Regions from separate parts of the Mus musculus genome. Here all the other regions are linked to region 1. A link is a contact called in public HiChIP or PLAC-seq data. All regions are on one chromosome and are shown on one strand. The core of a region is the stretch at or near the end of the contact, and the rest is flanking DNA. Distances in the headings are between cores, read along the strand shown. Region 1 overlaps Zmiz1 (zinc finger, MIZ-type containing 1). Region 2 has its middle 33 kb from the start of Gm41111. Region 3 has its middle 15 kb from the start of Gm32379.

The links. HiChIP or PLAC-seq counts read pairs in DNA pulled down with a chosen protein or histone mark.
Region 2: an HNF4G HiChIP or PLAC-seq map of pancreatic cancer cells shows a contact between it and region 1. The contact joins two enhancer-like sites. A contact is called at or near these places in 5 of 115 datasets of contacts at active chromatin or transcription factors (astrocytes, bone marrow-derived macrophages, embryonic basal ganglia and 2 more).
Region 3: a contact with region 1 is called in a FOXA1 HiChIP or PLAC-seq map of pancreatic cancer cells. The contact joins two enhancer-like sites. A contact is called at or near these places in 1 of 484 Hi-C or Micro-C datasets (liver) and 3 of 115 datasets of contacts at active chromatin or transcription factors (embryonic stem cells, pancreatic cancer cells and stem cell-derived neural progenitor cells).

What each region holds. Positions count from the first base shown.
Region 1 is chr14:25,495,682-25,500,080 of GRCm38.p6, reverse strand. All of the region lies in intron 1 of Zmiz1 (zinc finger, MIZ-type containing 1), which reads right to left. Among named protein-coding and RNA genes, the nearest start is that of Mir3075, 37 kb to the left of the region's middle. Within about 2 kb of position 2,165, at least 100 of the 459 cell types and tissues checked have an H3K27ac peak or open chromatin away from gene starts, as enhancers often do. A contact at or near this core is called in pancreatic cancer cells, where this site is marked.
Region 2 is chr14:25,013,351-25,017,749 of GRCm38.p6, reverse strand. No RefSeq gene overlaps it. Among named protein-coding and RNA genes, the nearest start is that of Gm41111, 33 kb to the right of the region's middle. Within about 2 kb of position 2,354, at least 87 of the 459 cell types and tissues checked have an H3K27ac peak or open chromatin away from gene starts, as enhancers often do. A contact at or near this core is called in pancreatic cancer cells, where this site is marked.
Region 3 is chr14:25,224,921-25,229,319 of GRCm38.p6, reverse strand. No RefSeq gene overlaps it. Among named protein-coding and RNA genes, the nearest start is that of Gm32379, 15 kb to the right of the region's middle. Within about 2 kb of position 2,544, at least 221 of the 459 cell types and tissues checked have an H3K27ac peak or open chromatin away from gene starts, as enhancers often do. A contact at or near this core is called in pancreatic cancer cells, where this site is marked.

The DNA.
Region 1 (4,399 bases), core at 916-3,415:
AGGGTCTAGGCACATACAACCAACCTCTTGTCTTCATCTTCCCAGCTCCAGCCCTGTTTTAAATGTATGTGTGACCACTAGCCCCTTAGTTCACCACCCATCTGAAAGGTAGGCTCATTCAGTCATCTTGGATAAGTCTGTTTTCCCTCTTCCGTGGAAGGCATGAGGGCCAATAGGTCAAGATGTTGTGGGTCTTGGGTCTTTTTCTGTCCCTACTGTGCCAGCAACAATTCCAGCTAACAGCCACCTGAGGAAGCCAGCTCACTCTACAGAGGCCATAGCACCTATTCCCCACCTCAGACACCCTTTACTAAGAAAGGAAGCCTCATGCATGGGTGAGCCACAGCACGGCCAGGTCCCTGGGGAGAGGTCTGCTGGAAAGGCAGCTGTTTGTATGTGTAGGGGTGAGTAGGGAGAGAACAGCATCCCTAAAGGTATTCAGGTAGAGGGAGGGCCCCACGAGGTCACAGGTAGATCAGACGCAAGCTGGACTTCAATTTCTCAAACTCCCCTGAGGACCAAATCACTCAGATGATTGCTGAACCCACAGTGTCCTGTCCTCTCCCTGGAGAGAATGCAGGTCTGGAAGACAGCCCAGGAATTTAAATTGTTAACAAGACCTCCCAGGTGATCTTCTGCATCTGGAAAGATAGGCAACACAGGCAGGTGACCTTCCAGGTCCTTCTGGGCCCAGAGATTATCAGCTTTGAATATCTCTCTCCACCATCCCAAACCCATCTGGAAGATATCAGCCCTCCAGTGCAATGGTCAGAACACATCGTTAACAATGATCTAAAAGCTTCAGGAGGGGGGAGGGGTAAGGCTGGGGGGGGGTTCATCCCACGGTGGTAGAACCAGTCGAGCTCCTTCCCAGCTCCTGAGCCCCCAGAGCCTCATGCTTAGCATGGGGCAGGGTTTGGGGGAGCAACAGCTGTTTAGCTGCTGTTCAGTGGGGCTCCAGAAAAGCAATTATCTTGCTCTTAGCAGAAAGGCATGGGCCATTTTGAACACACACACACACACACACACACACACACACACACACACACACACACACACACTCATCCCAGGCCAAGATGCTGTGGTGGCCCTCATTGCCACCCGCTCCAGACTCCAGATTTCTGACTCGCTCGCTCCACCTCAACCCTCTGAGCACACTTCCAACACTTAAATCATTTAGCCCGCTAAACCGGAGACGGCAAAATGGGTGCTATTTCTTAAAAACATACAGAGAGCGTATTAAATTATTGATAGCCATTAAACAGGAGGAAAATATTAAACAGCTCTCAGCCCTTATCAATCATTCATGCAGTTTCCACTGGGGTGTTTTCTGGAGTGATCACTCGGGCAGCCCGGGGAGCTGGCTCCTGCCAGCAAGGAAGGCACAGGCTGGAGAGAGGCCAGCAGCAGGCTGGCCCCAGCCCCAGCCCCAGCCCCAGCAGTCACCTTGGGTAGGGGTATGTGGGGGCAGGGAGGTAAGGTATTGCACTTGCTAGAACCCTTTGCTCTTCCCCCACATCATTAACAAAGGGAGACTCCGGCACCGCCTTCAGGAGCCTCTTAATTAAATCCAGCCTGCTTTTATTGGGCACCTACTATATATCAGGCCTGCGGGATGCACAAATAAACAAGTCTCAAGGCCCTCAGGGGCTAATGGCAGCGGCAGTGGGGAACCCATTGCAAGAGAACGTGACTGTGCTATACAATGATGGAGCCCAAACAAGAGGCCCATGGGGAGCTGGTGCAGAGAAGACAGGACAATGGTGGCAGAAGAAGGATTCACTGAAGTAATTCCTGGGGGCATTCCTGGGGGAGGAAATTGCCCTGAGGGTAACTGGGGAGTGGAATAAGGGGGACAGTCTTGGTAAAGACCGAATACTGCTTGGACCTGTTTGAGGGGCAGCTGCTGACTAGGTGGAATAGCAGCTTGAGCACAGGCATAAGGCATAATAGATAGGAGGCTAGCATCCTCAGTGTACAGAGGCAGGAGCTTGGGGTTCACCCTAGCTGCCCTGGTCAGTATCCCCACCACACTGGTACGGCAGATCCATTTCCTGGCTCTGATTCAGGACACCTAAGCCAGCGTGACGCAGGCCTGGAGGCTGTAGGTCCAAGGCCCTGCTGTATCCAGCCACAGACAGGCCTGGCAATGCTACCCTTGGGAGACAGGCTCCCCACTGCTGCCTAACCATGCCAAGGACCCAGACACCACCAGGGCTGTGGGAGCCAGGAGATACCTGATACTGCTCCGCCTCACGGTGGAGGGAGCAGCCGCAGCCAGAGGCCATGTGAGGATCCCAGGCCCAGCTGGGCTGCTCAGTCTGACCCTGCTCCTCTAGCCATGCCCAGCACACACTGCTCTTCCCGAATGTTTTTCAGGGCTGTCACTTGCGGCAGCAGAGGCCCTGCCAAGCGTGGATCACACCCTCGGTGGAGCAAGCTGCTGTCTCAGGGAGATGTTTTATGGAGAGGAGAAGTTTACCATCACACCAGGGACTGGAAAGGTTTCACTGGGAGAAAAGTGGGGAGCGTGACTGTGCTATACAATGATGTCTGCAAAGTGGGGAGCGACAAAAGGTCCCTTTCTCAGATACTTGGACCATCATTCAGAAAGGGTGGCCTGGGATTCAGGGAATGTCCCTCAGGTTTCAGGAACCTATGGGGTAGGGGAATGAGTACATCGAGCCGATACAGAGGTGAGACTCTGAAATTAGACCCTGTTCTGCCATCAACTGTCCCCTCCTGGGCTCTGCCTGAACACACAGTGACAGATACTGGGGAAAGCCACATGGCTCCCATGGGACAGGGATGACCTCCAGAGTAGCTGGATACAGCTTGCAGGGAGCATGGAATTCCTGAGGTTGACCCCAATCAACACTGCTCTGTTCACCTCAAGACCCAGAATGACGTCATGCTCCAGCCTCCCTTGTGCGCTTGCCAAAGGTTCAGGGCTCCTGTGTATCCCTGTCATCACCCCCTTCGGGTTGTCACATATGATCTCTTCTCTCTAATTCAGGTTTCACACAGGTGCCTGGCCCTGGGCAGAACTTGCCAGCAGGCTATCTAGAAAGTCTTGCTGACCAGCAAAATCAAGACCCAAATGGGCATAATACCAAACAACTGCTCCTGGCTTTACCTCTGACTTCCTATTGTGAGTTCTTGTCATGGTCAAACTCCCAGTCTCCCAGCTCTTCACTTATTGCTGTATTCACAGAAGTCTCTGTACCCCAGTCATACGACAATTACTCAACCCTTCTGGACTGTCTTGACCCAGGGCCTTTGCATATGACAGTGCATTCTCTACCCAGCCCAATCCTGCTCTCTCTGGTTGTAACTGATGCACACTTTCCACATTACTTTAGACTGAATTCTGGTCACATCTGTTCTGATCTAACTGGGGGACATCATGAATATCAACAGGGCTCCTTTCATCCACACTTGGCACACAGGGTCAGGGTGAGCCTCTAACTTTATTAGACCCCAAACCACCCACCCTCACCCACCAACCAGAACCAGTTCTCCCTCATGGATAACCTGCAGAGGTCTCACAGCAGTTTTAAAAGCTGTTCCCCAGAGAGAGGGTGAGATGCTCTTAGCCAAAAGTAATGAGACTGTATTCTTGGAGTTCCCAAGCCAAAGGAAGGGGCAGGCTTGGGAATTTCCAGGCAAATGCCAACAGAAATTGGCCACAAATGAATCATTAACTTTCAAGTTGAGAGCTCAAGTGCTTGTGCCAAGGTCTTCAACTCTGGACTATGTGGGCCACTTGGCTTCGCTTGGCTCATGACTGAGGCCACCCCTGCCCCTCCTCCACTGGCCATCTGCTTTACCCTGGGGCCTCTGTTCACCAAGAGGCAAGGCCATCTGAGCCAGAGCAGCCCTGGTGGCTAATGGGAGAGGGTTTGCTTTTCCCCGAGACCCATTCCAAACCTCTGTCCTCTCACCCACACCCTTCAATCAGAGTGACCTCTCCAGCTAGCCAAACCCTTTCTGTCCTCTGAAGTCTGTATGCATTCTAGCCTGCCTTCTATCTAAGCCTCGTGACCCCCCAAGCCCCTGCAGCCCTGCTTGTGTCTCTGTGAGGTCTACCTGAATTGCCCTGAGTGCCTGGGACTCATTTCTGCTAGGACCTTTCTCTACTCCTCTGTACCCTTGCAACGGCCAGGAAGCTGGCACCACCAGGGACCCACTGGACACAGGGCTCAGTTGGAATCCCACAGCTCTAAGCCCAGGGACAGCAGTTTGCTGAGTTAATATAAGGCCTGCAGCTCTCATAGGGTTAAGATGGGTGGTGATTTGTTCCCCATCTTCTCAGGCTCCTTTTCGGGGCCTGTGCCCAATTGCCCTGTGGACCAAAGGTAGCAGATAAAGGTGACCTCAGGCTTCAAGTTAGGGGAGC
Region 2 (4,399 bases), core at 1,105-3,604, 480 kb after region 1:
GCCTGGAAAGAGTCATAGATAAGGAAACCGAGATGCAGGCAATTCTGCTTAGGATCCAAAGATAAAGGAACACTGTCCCTTCCTCTGCTGGAGGACCAAGTCCAGCAGTCCTCCACCATGTTCCTCTCTAGAGCTACCAACGCCACTGTAGACCCCAAGATGCTGGACCCAGTACACACTTGCCCTCTTGGGTGGGGCCTGAGACATGTTTGCAATCAGTTCCTCTGGGCTATGCTCATGTAGCGAGGGCTGGGGCTAAGTATTACCAGAACTAGCCATGACAAAGATGGCCTGTCTAAGTACAGGGTTTGAGGGAACAGAGACAGAACTGAGTAGAACAATCTCTGTTAAAAATGAATCTGTGTATCCAGGGAGATGGAAACACGAGACTTTATTCTGTGATGGCATCTAACTTACTTGATTAAGTCATTCTGTGTGCCTCAGTTTCCCCCACCTATAAAATTGGGAATGAGGGACTTTACACCACTGTGCTTCATGGCCCTGCATACCTCAGCAGTTAGAATAAATGGCAATAGTTCTACTCAGGCTGCTTGGGTGGGTCCATCTGTCTTGAACGCTGCTGCTGTGTTTTCTCTCTCTCTCTCTCTCTCTCTCTCTCTCTCTCTCTGTGTGTGTGTGTGTGTGTGTGTGTGCGCACGCGCGTGTGCATGTGCGTGTGTGTGTCTGGCTCTGTCTGGCTCTCTGTGTGCGTGTCTCTAGGTGTGTCTGGGTGTGTTTGTATGTCTGTCTATATGTCTGTCTCTGTGTATATGTCTTTGTCTAATTCTGTGTCTGTCTGTTTATCTGTCCCTGTGTCTGTCTGTCTGTCTGTGGGCGTGACTCTGTGTATGTCTGGGTGTCTCTGTATGTATGTATGTCTGTCTCTGTGTATATCTGTCTCTGTCTATTTCTGTCTGTCTGTTTATCTGTCTCTGTCTGTCTCTCTGTGTGTGTCTGTCTGTGTATATTTGTCTGTCCTTTTCTGTATGTGTCTATCTGTGTGTCTGTGTTTCTCTTTGTCTCTCTCTGTGTCTGTCTCTCTGTATGTCTGTTTCTGTCCCTGTCTCTCTGTCTCTCTCTCGCCCTCTCTCTCTGTCTCTCTGTCTGTCTGTCTGTCTGTCTCTCTCTCTCTCTCTGTGTTTATGTGTGTGTATTACGCACATCTGCACACACATTTAGCTCATGTGTCTGCACTGTGATATGCATGCCCATACTCTTCATTAGAGGATAAAGAAGGATGTTGACAACCTGGTCAACCCCCTCTATCTTTTCCCTTAGGATAGGGTCTTTCACTGAACCTGGAGCTAACCTGGCAGCCAACAAACCACACTGATCCTGTTGTCTCCCCCCGCCCCCCCCCCCAGCATCGGGTTACAGGTATGCAAGTGGCCATGCTTGGCCTCTCCTTTAATGTGGGGGCTGGAGATGGAATTCAGCTCCTCAGACTTGCACAGGGCACCCCTCTTCCCCTCTGAGTTACTTTGCCAGCCCCGAGCCTCACCTTGTAAGGATGGCATCTAAAATCCCCTCCCAAATGGAAGTTGCTTTGTGTCTATGACTGCATTTGCTCAACCATCCAGGAGAAAGGATTTCATGCTTTCCCCCTCTCTCTTCTATGTGGCAGACAAGCTCAGAGTCTAAGTGGTCCAGCCAGGGTCTCATAGCACAGATACAGTGAAGCTAGGGGTGGCTGGGGAGGTGCCAAGGATGCTTGCCTGTGTAGAATGTCTCAGGAAGGCTCTGAGGCTTCAGCACCTCAGCCTCCTGGCTAATTGTTGACAGGCTTCCTGGGGGAGGACGTGATATATGCAGCCAAGCTCTCTCTCTCTCTCTCTCTCTCTCTCTCTCTCTCTCTCTCTCTCTCTCTCTCTCTCTCTCTCTCCCCTCTCTCCCTCCCTCTCTCTCTCTCCCCTCTGCTCTCCTCCTCCTTTCCCCCCTCCCCTCTCCCTCCTTGTCTCCCTCCTTTCCTCCCTGTCTAGCTTTCCTTTCTTGTAAGCCTGCCATGAATCAGGAGAGGGAGAGGCACTAAATAAACAGAGATGGATTGGGGCAGAGGCTCTGGAGTGGAATCGGTTTTTTTTTTTTTTTTTTTTTTTTTTGCAAAGCTGCCTTTTCCCTTCGCCTTTTTCTGCAAGCTGCCCCTCTCAGGAGCTTCAAAGAAAAGCCTGCTCCCAAGCAGGATCTTTCGCCCGAGCCAAAAGCCATTTATCTGGAATATTAATATGCCAGCAGCTGCCTGTGACAGTGCCTGCCGCTGATCACACACGCCCAGCCATGATCCCTCCTGGGAATGCTCAGGAGGCTCCAGGAAGCTAATGGGCCCCCTGGGGCACATTCCAGTTACCTTTTGTTTGTCTTTGCCGGAGCTTCTTGCAATTGCTAGCCAAGCATGTCCCCAGTGGACCTCTGGGGTGGGACAGGGACACTCAATGCAGATACACTCCCACTTCACCCTAGGTGATCACTTGGGGGGATGCTTGGTGGGGAAAGAAGGCAAGATTCTCATGCCGCCCCCCCCCAGCAGCTGTCCCTCCATTTCCAATGGGCTCCATCTTGCTAAACTCACAGTAAGATGAAAATATCTTAACATGAAAATGCTTTTAGTACACCTGACCTACCAAACACCCTAGCTTAGTCCAGACTTATTTATTTATGTGTGTGTGTGTGTGTGTGTGTGTGTGTGTGTGTGTGTGTGTGTGTGCTTAAAGCAGCAGTTGAATTTGTATGTGAGTGTAAAGGTCTGGGGCTGATGTCAAGCATCTTCCTCAGTTGCTTTCTACTACATTTGTTTGAGACGCAATGTCTCCTGAACCTGGAGTTAGTGATTCGGGTGGCCAGTGAGCCCCAGGGATACTCCTGTCTAGGCCTCACCAACGCTGGGATTACACGTGCATATTGCCTTGACTAGCTTCTTACATGGGATCTGGCATCAATCTCAGACCCTCATGCTTTCATCTGTCTCCCCAGTCTCTGATCCCCCCCAACATTCCCAAGAGTGTCTTAAACACAAGCACACTACCCTACAGCTGAGCAGAGTGAGAGGAGGTGTCTCACTTCATATTGTAAGCCAAAGAAGAGATCAGAAATTCCAGATGTAAAGTAGTTTTTAAAGATTGCTTGTTAACTGTAAAGTCTCATACAGTTGGCAAATATTGCTTAAGTCTACCTGTCCCAAGTTAACCGGGTTAAGTTGGGGACTGTCTAAATGCCTTACACTAAGAGTTGAGTTGGATTCATCCACGTCTTGATGTTAAAAGTAAAACCTAGGCCTCCGTGGCAGCTCAACCACTCCAGTGCTCGATACCTTTAAGTGGTTTTCAGGTGCCCTTGAACTTCAATGTTCTCTCTGTACATTGGCCTGGTCAGACTTTGTGCTTGGCTACTAGGGTCCTTCTTTCATGTGAGACACACTGTAGAGATGATGGAGGAAGAACAGTAGGCCAAGAGTCTGAGGCCAGGGGTTCAAATCCTGACCCTGCCACAGGATATCTTTGGCCAAGTTCCTGAGGTACCATATCATAAGATACATTATAACACAGAAGGGAAATGAGATTCCCTGCTAGAGTCTTGGGGAGGGTGTCATCTCTCTGTGGCTTCAGAGAAAGTCTCCTGAGGCTGAGGACAAGCCTTCACATGCTACCTGAAGCCAACCCCCAAACTTCAGCTAGGAGCAATCCTTCTTTCTGCAAACAGTACTTTTCTTGAAATCGGTGGCCCATAATGGAGGTCCGTGGGCAGTAATGAAAAGATGGTTCTGGAACATCGATACACAAAGCAAGTGCTGGCACAGGACAAGGTCAGAGACCAGATGGCAAAATGTAATGATGTCGTTACATTCCAACCCTACCAACCCTTAGTTCTGTCCTTGTCATGCAGCTTGTCTTCATAATGCCCATCTCTCCTTACGGTGTGGATGTGGGACTACTCAAAGAGAATCAACCATGATGGCAGACACTCATTGGCAATCGACCCATTGGCAATATGGTTCTAAGTACTTTCTGTGCATAGTGTGTGTGTGTGTGTGTGTGTGTGTGTGTGTGTGTGTGTGTGTGTGTGAGAGAGAGAGAGAGAGAGAGAGAGAGGTCCCTATCAGGGAAGTAACCTACTTCACATGAAGTACTGAAGCAACTCACCCAAGGTCATGAAGCCACTGAATAATACAAGTAAAATCACAGTATGGCTTGCTTGAGTTTCTCAGCCAGAAGGCCAGGGGTTCTCAGACCTAAGCAGGACTCATAACTGCTAGGGCTGAACGACCCTGGCTTCCAAAGTGCTCTTAGGCAATGCCAGACTATGGGTTGTGAGACCCATCTGCAGTAGAGCTAAGGAGAAACCAGATTCAGTGTGAACCAAAAGTCTCTCAGGTCTCCATGAGACTTGCCTTTCCCCAAGCATTATC
Region 3 (4,399 bases), core at 1,295-3,794, 270 kb after region 1:
CACCTGGGAAAACGAGTAGCAGGCAGTGTTGTAGAACACTGTCAAGGCTCTTCTTGGAGATGGCAGGACGCTAAGGCAGCAGCAGCAGCAGCAGCAGCAATGACCAGTTGGAAGAAGATCCGTGCTGTGTGCTCAGCATGGGAAGCAAGGTGGCATCCTGCATGTAGTGACCACATGGATTGGTGTCCTGAGGACTATTCGGCTAAGAGCCCAGCTGTGCCCTGGCTGTCTTGCCGCTGCCCATCTGCCAGTCTATCCACCAGGCCTGTGATCTTCCTCACCTTCTATGGAATAAATCCCTGGCTGCTTCAAACTGACCAAGCAGGAGTCTGTCGCTGGCAACCCAGAAGCTTGGCTGACACTCTGAATGACTCTCAGCAGATGTGTGTTCCCAGAAGAGAGGTCGAGGCACGTTCCTGCTCCCCCTGGGATCTAGGAGCCTGGAGTTGGACCTTTGGCTTTCATAATGGGAGGCAGAAGCCTAGAATTCCCCTCCACCAAGACCACACACAGCGGGGAAGAGGCAAATTCCAGAAGGAACACAGGCTACTGTTAAATGAGGAGTGTGGGAGCACAGTTAGCAAAACAGGACACATGTGCGCTAACCAGTCTCTTTTATCCAAGTAAATAGAGTGTGCATCTTATGCGCAGGAAATGGATCTCTCTCTTCCTTCAAGTACACCACACGCACACTGCAAGCCGGATGCGTGCAGACACGGTAAAGCCTGCGGGATACAGCACTGACTGCCCTCCAGACTCCCTGGAGTAAAGGCACCAAGGATGGCTCCAGAGAAAAGGCAGGATGAGTTAGGCCTTGGAGGAGGACTGCGGGGTGGGACAAAGAGAGCAGGGGACGGAGCCACAAAAGCTTAACATGGTCTCAGCATCACACAGGGCCACAAGCACAGGCTCAGAGGAGAAGTAGGGGCACAGTGGGGCAGTGTCTGTGGGAAGATGAAAGTTTGGGGAGAGAGACTGAGGGTCAGACTGGGGTTTGGAAATATGAGCTTGAACATACTATAGCAATGGGTCAGGGGACATGTTCCTTCAGGAAAGTTAGGCCAGTCTCTGAGAAAGTTGTGTGGAAGGTGAGCAGCATGAGCAGTGGCTGGAGACTGACACAGTGCCAGAGAGAGGAAGCCGGGGCTGCAGGTTGGAAGCCTCGCCTATGGATGGCCTGGAGCCCCAATTAAGAATCTGCTGGAAGAAGCGCATGTGTCCAATATTGGGGCCTTTGGTGTGGAGGAGCTGGGAACCACTAGCAGTCAAACTCTGCTGCTGTTCCCAGCTCTGCCCAGCTTGCTAGCTGTCTGCATTTTCCTTTGCTTTCAGCCACGGTGACTTCCAACAGTGCTCTGCAGAATCTCCAGGACTTCCCAGAAGAGGCCCGTCAGAGTCTGCCTTACATGTAAAAGTTCTGCTTCAGATGTTTGTCATCTAAGAGATCCTGCCGTTAAAGTCCATGCCAGAAAAAAAAAATCAATGGATAAGCTTTCCAAGTTCCCATGTGGCTCTCTTACCACCCTGGGTGACTAACATGGCCTGGTTTGCCACACACAAGTTTCATTTTATCTAACCCCATGTTAAGATGACCACACCCAGATAAGCTAGAGGGTCGGTACCCTCAGTTTTAACATTCTGCTCTTAAAAGACAGGCTACCGTCTGGAGAGGTCACGGGGGGGGGGGGGGCGCGGCAGGCTGAACACTGGGGCTAGTGGCCTCTGCTGCCGTGGAAGTGGCAAGAGCCTCCTGAAGGAGTTGGGCAGGAGACCCCTAAGGCAACTGGGACAGCTACATGAGGCATGGGAGTCTCTGGAGCATAAGAGATTAGTTGATGCAGTCTGGATTGCTAGGACTGCTTCCCTGGGACTGGAGCCACTGGTCTGGTGTCAGGATCCAGAGAACCCTAATATCGTCTGCCTAACCCCACAGCAGCACATCCTCACGGATAGGCACAAGGCCAGAGATGTTCAAGGATAAGTCAGTGGCTCCACAGAGCATGTGCGGTTCAGGCTCCCTGCCCCACCAGACTTGCTCATCTCATCCGTGGAACTCCAGCTCCAGCTGTAGCCTCCCTCCTGGAGGTCAAGGATGGCACAAGGAAGGAGTGGCTTAGACACTAGCTGCTTCCCACTGGTCAGGGCTGCTACAGTGCTTCCTCTTGAAAAGAGGCTGGGAAATGGTGTGTTTCAGCTGAGTGGAACCAAATCAAGAGAGAGAGAGAGAGAGAGAGAGAGAGAGAGAGAGAGAGAGAGAGAGAGAGAGAGAGAGCACTCTTGTTTGGATAATTCGCGGAGTCCTCAGGAGGTTCTTAGAGGATTCTAAATACACTGGCCATCCAATCTCCCTATCACAGGAGCTTATGTCTCAGAGTCCCCTGGGTCCCAAGTGCCATAGATGCCAGGCTTGGCATGATCCACACTGCTGGGGTGCCACCAACAGGCTGCCGGAAACCCCATTTCTTTTCTCTTCCCAACAAAGCCAGATGGCAGGCAGTGTGACTCCATCTCCGGCAAAGTCCAGGGGACTTTGTCCCCTCCCTGCTTGGAAGGCTGTGCCCCCCTCCTGATGCACTTCCTGTGGCCCACAGCCCAGCCTCTCTGTGAGTGAGATCCGCCCTTCCCCCTCCCGCGCAAGCCCAGAGCGAGTCAGCCCATCTGGTTCTATTTCACTTCGTGTTACTCATCAGGATGTGTTTGCCAGGAGTTATTTGATGTTCAGGAAGAATTCTGAAGCTTTTGAAAAGAGGTAAATAAAATCCTTTATCCCCCAAAGAGTCGTGAAATTGTGTTTTGCTCAGGAGGTGGCAGGCAGCCATGTGAGGTCTGGAGGCCCCTGCCTAGCCAGGCACAGGGGCTGGAGTTTCAGGATTTGTTCTTCTGTCAGTCAGTCTGCATCTCCACTCCTCCAAGCCCTTCCTGATGCTCTCTGGGGATGCCCGAATTTGGGAACAGATGAGGGCTGCCTGTGGGGACAGCCCAGCCTGTCTCTTGCTCTTCAGCCAAGAAAGCTTTTAGGGAGCTCGCTCCTTCTGGTCCTCAGCCCTGTCACTCCACAGCCGTGCATATGAGCTCCAGGGGAGGGACCAGAGGGAGCCGTGTTCCCTGCCACAGAACAACCTGTGAGGGTGACTGACAGAGGGCCTGGGTTGGGGGAGCTCACCCCATCTGCTAGGGTCTGGATATCACAAAGCAAGGGAGCTGACATTCCTCCAAGCTCTTGTGAATGGCAACAGACATCATAGATGCTAGGAGACCCAGAAGGGCAGGCTCTGCCCCTGAGACTGTCCTACAGAGGAAGGTCCCACCCCCTTTAGCATCCATTTCTCCCAGAGTCCATGCAGCCTCCTATTTCTGCCCAGAGAAGTTTCAGTGCAATGTTGAAGTTATCCCTGACAAGGGCTGGATCCTCAGGTCTCCTTAATCCAAGGTGGACCCCTCTCTACCTTTCTGGGGGCCCTTAACCGTCCTGTTGAGAAGAGACCAATATTTGTATGATTGGTTGCTGCTTGGTCAGAATCTGAGGGTTTACTTCCACCCAAAACATCCCTATTCTATGCAATGCCCCCCACATAAGCAGCCAGGCAGAGGAGTGTGGGCTCACCCCTGTACCTCTTGATCTGTCCTCCCTATTTACAGGGATGCCAGAGGGCTCCTCCACAGCCCGGGGCAGTGTCATCTCAAATCCTACAGTACGTGAGGCTTCCCACCCACTGCATCCCTCGTGACAGCTTACAACCCTGACTATTAAACATTGATCACTCAAATTTAACATCCTATCTTCCCTTTGATATCTTCAACTGCTCTCTGCATAAGACAACAAGCCTCTTTCTGCAGCTCCGTATGAGGGAGACTTCAAAGACTTCTTCCAGGTCCCTCAGCACTGCAGTTCTGGGATTCTGCCAGCGAGACTGTCAGGAGGAAGGTTTAAGGCATCCTCTGCTGGCAGCATCTTTGGGACTCAGGCCTGTGGGGAAAGCTCCATGCATTAAGTCCTGGATTCTGGAGTGATCTGTGCATCATTGGGAAGTCAGTCAATGGCATGATAATTCTTTTCTAGAAGTATCTGTGGATCATGGCAAAGGATTTAATTCAGAGGCAGAGGCATTGGGCTTATATCTTTGAGGAGCCAGGCCTGTGTCCCTGAACTGTCCCCTGTCCAACTCTGGGTCCTCAGGAAAGTTCTGGATTCCTATCTGTTAAATGGATATGATCATTCTTAGCTCTCAGCAAAGTCCTTGAGCAGAGGGTGTGGGTACCTGGCCCATCACAAGATGCCATTCTGCTCTCTCTTGGTCCCACACGGGGTGGGCACATTCCTGGACAAGAAGCGTCAGTGACAGAGTGTGATAGGAAACATTGAACTCCTGAGAGCCAGACACTTGAGAGTCATAGCTGG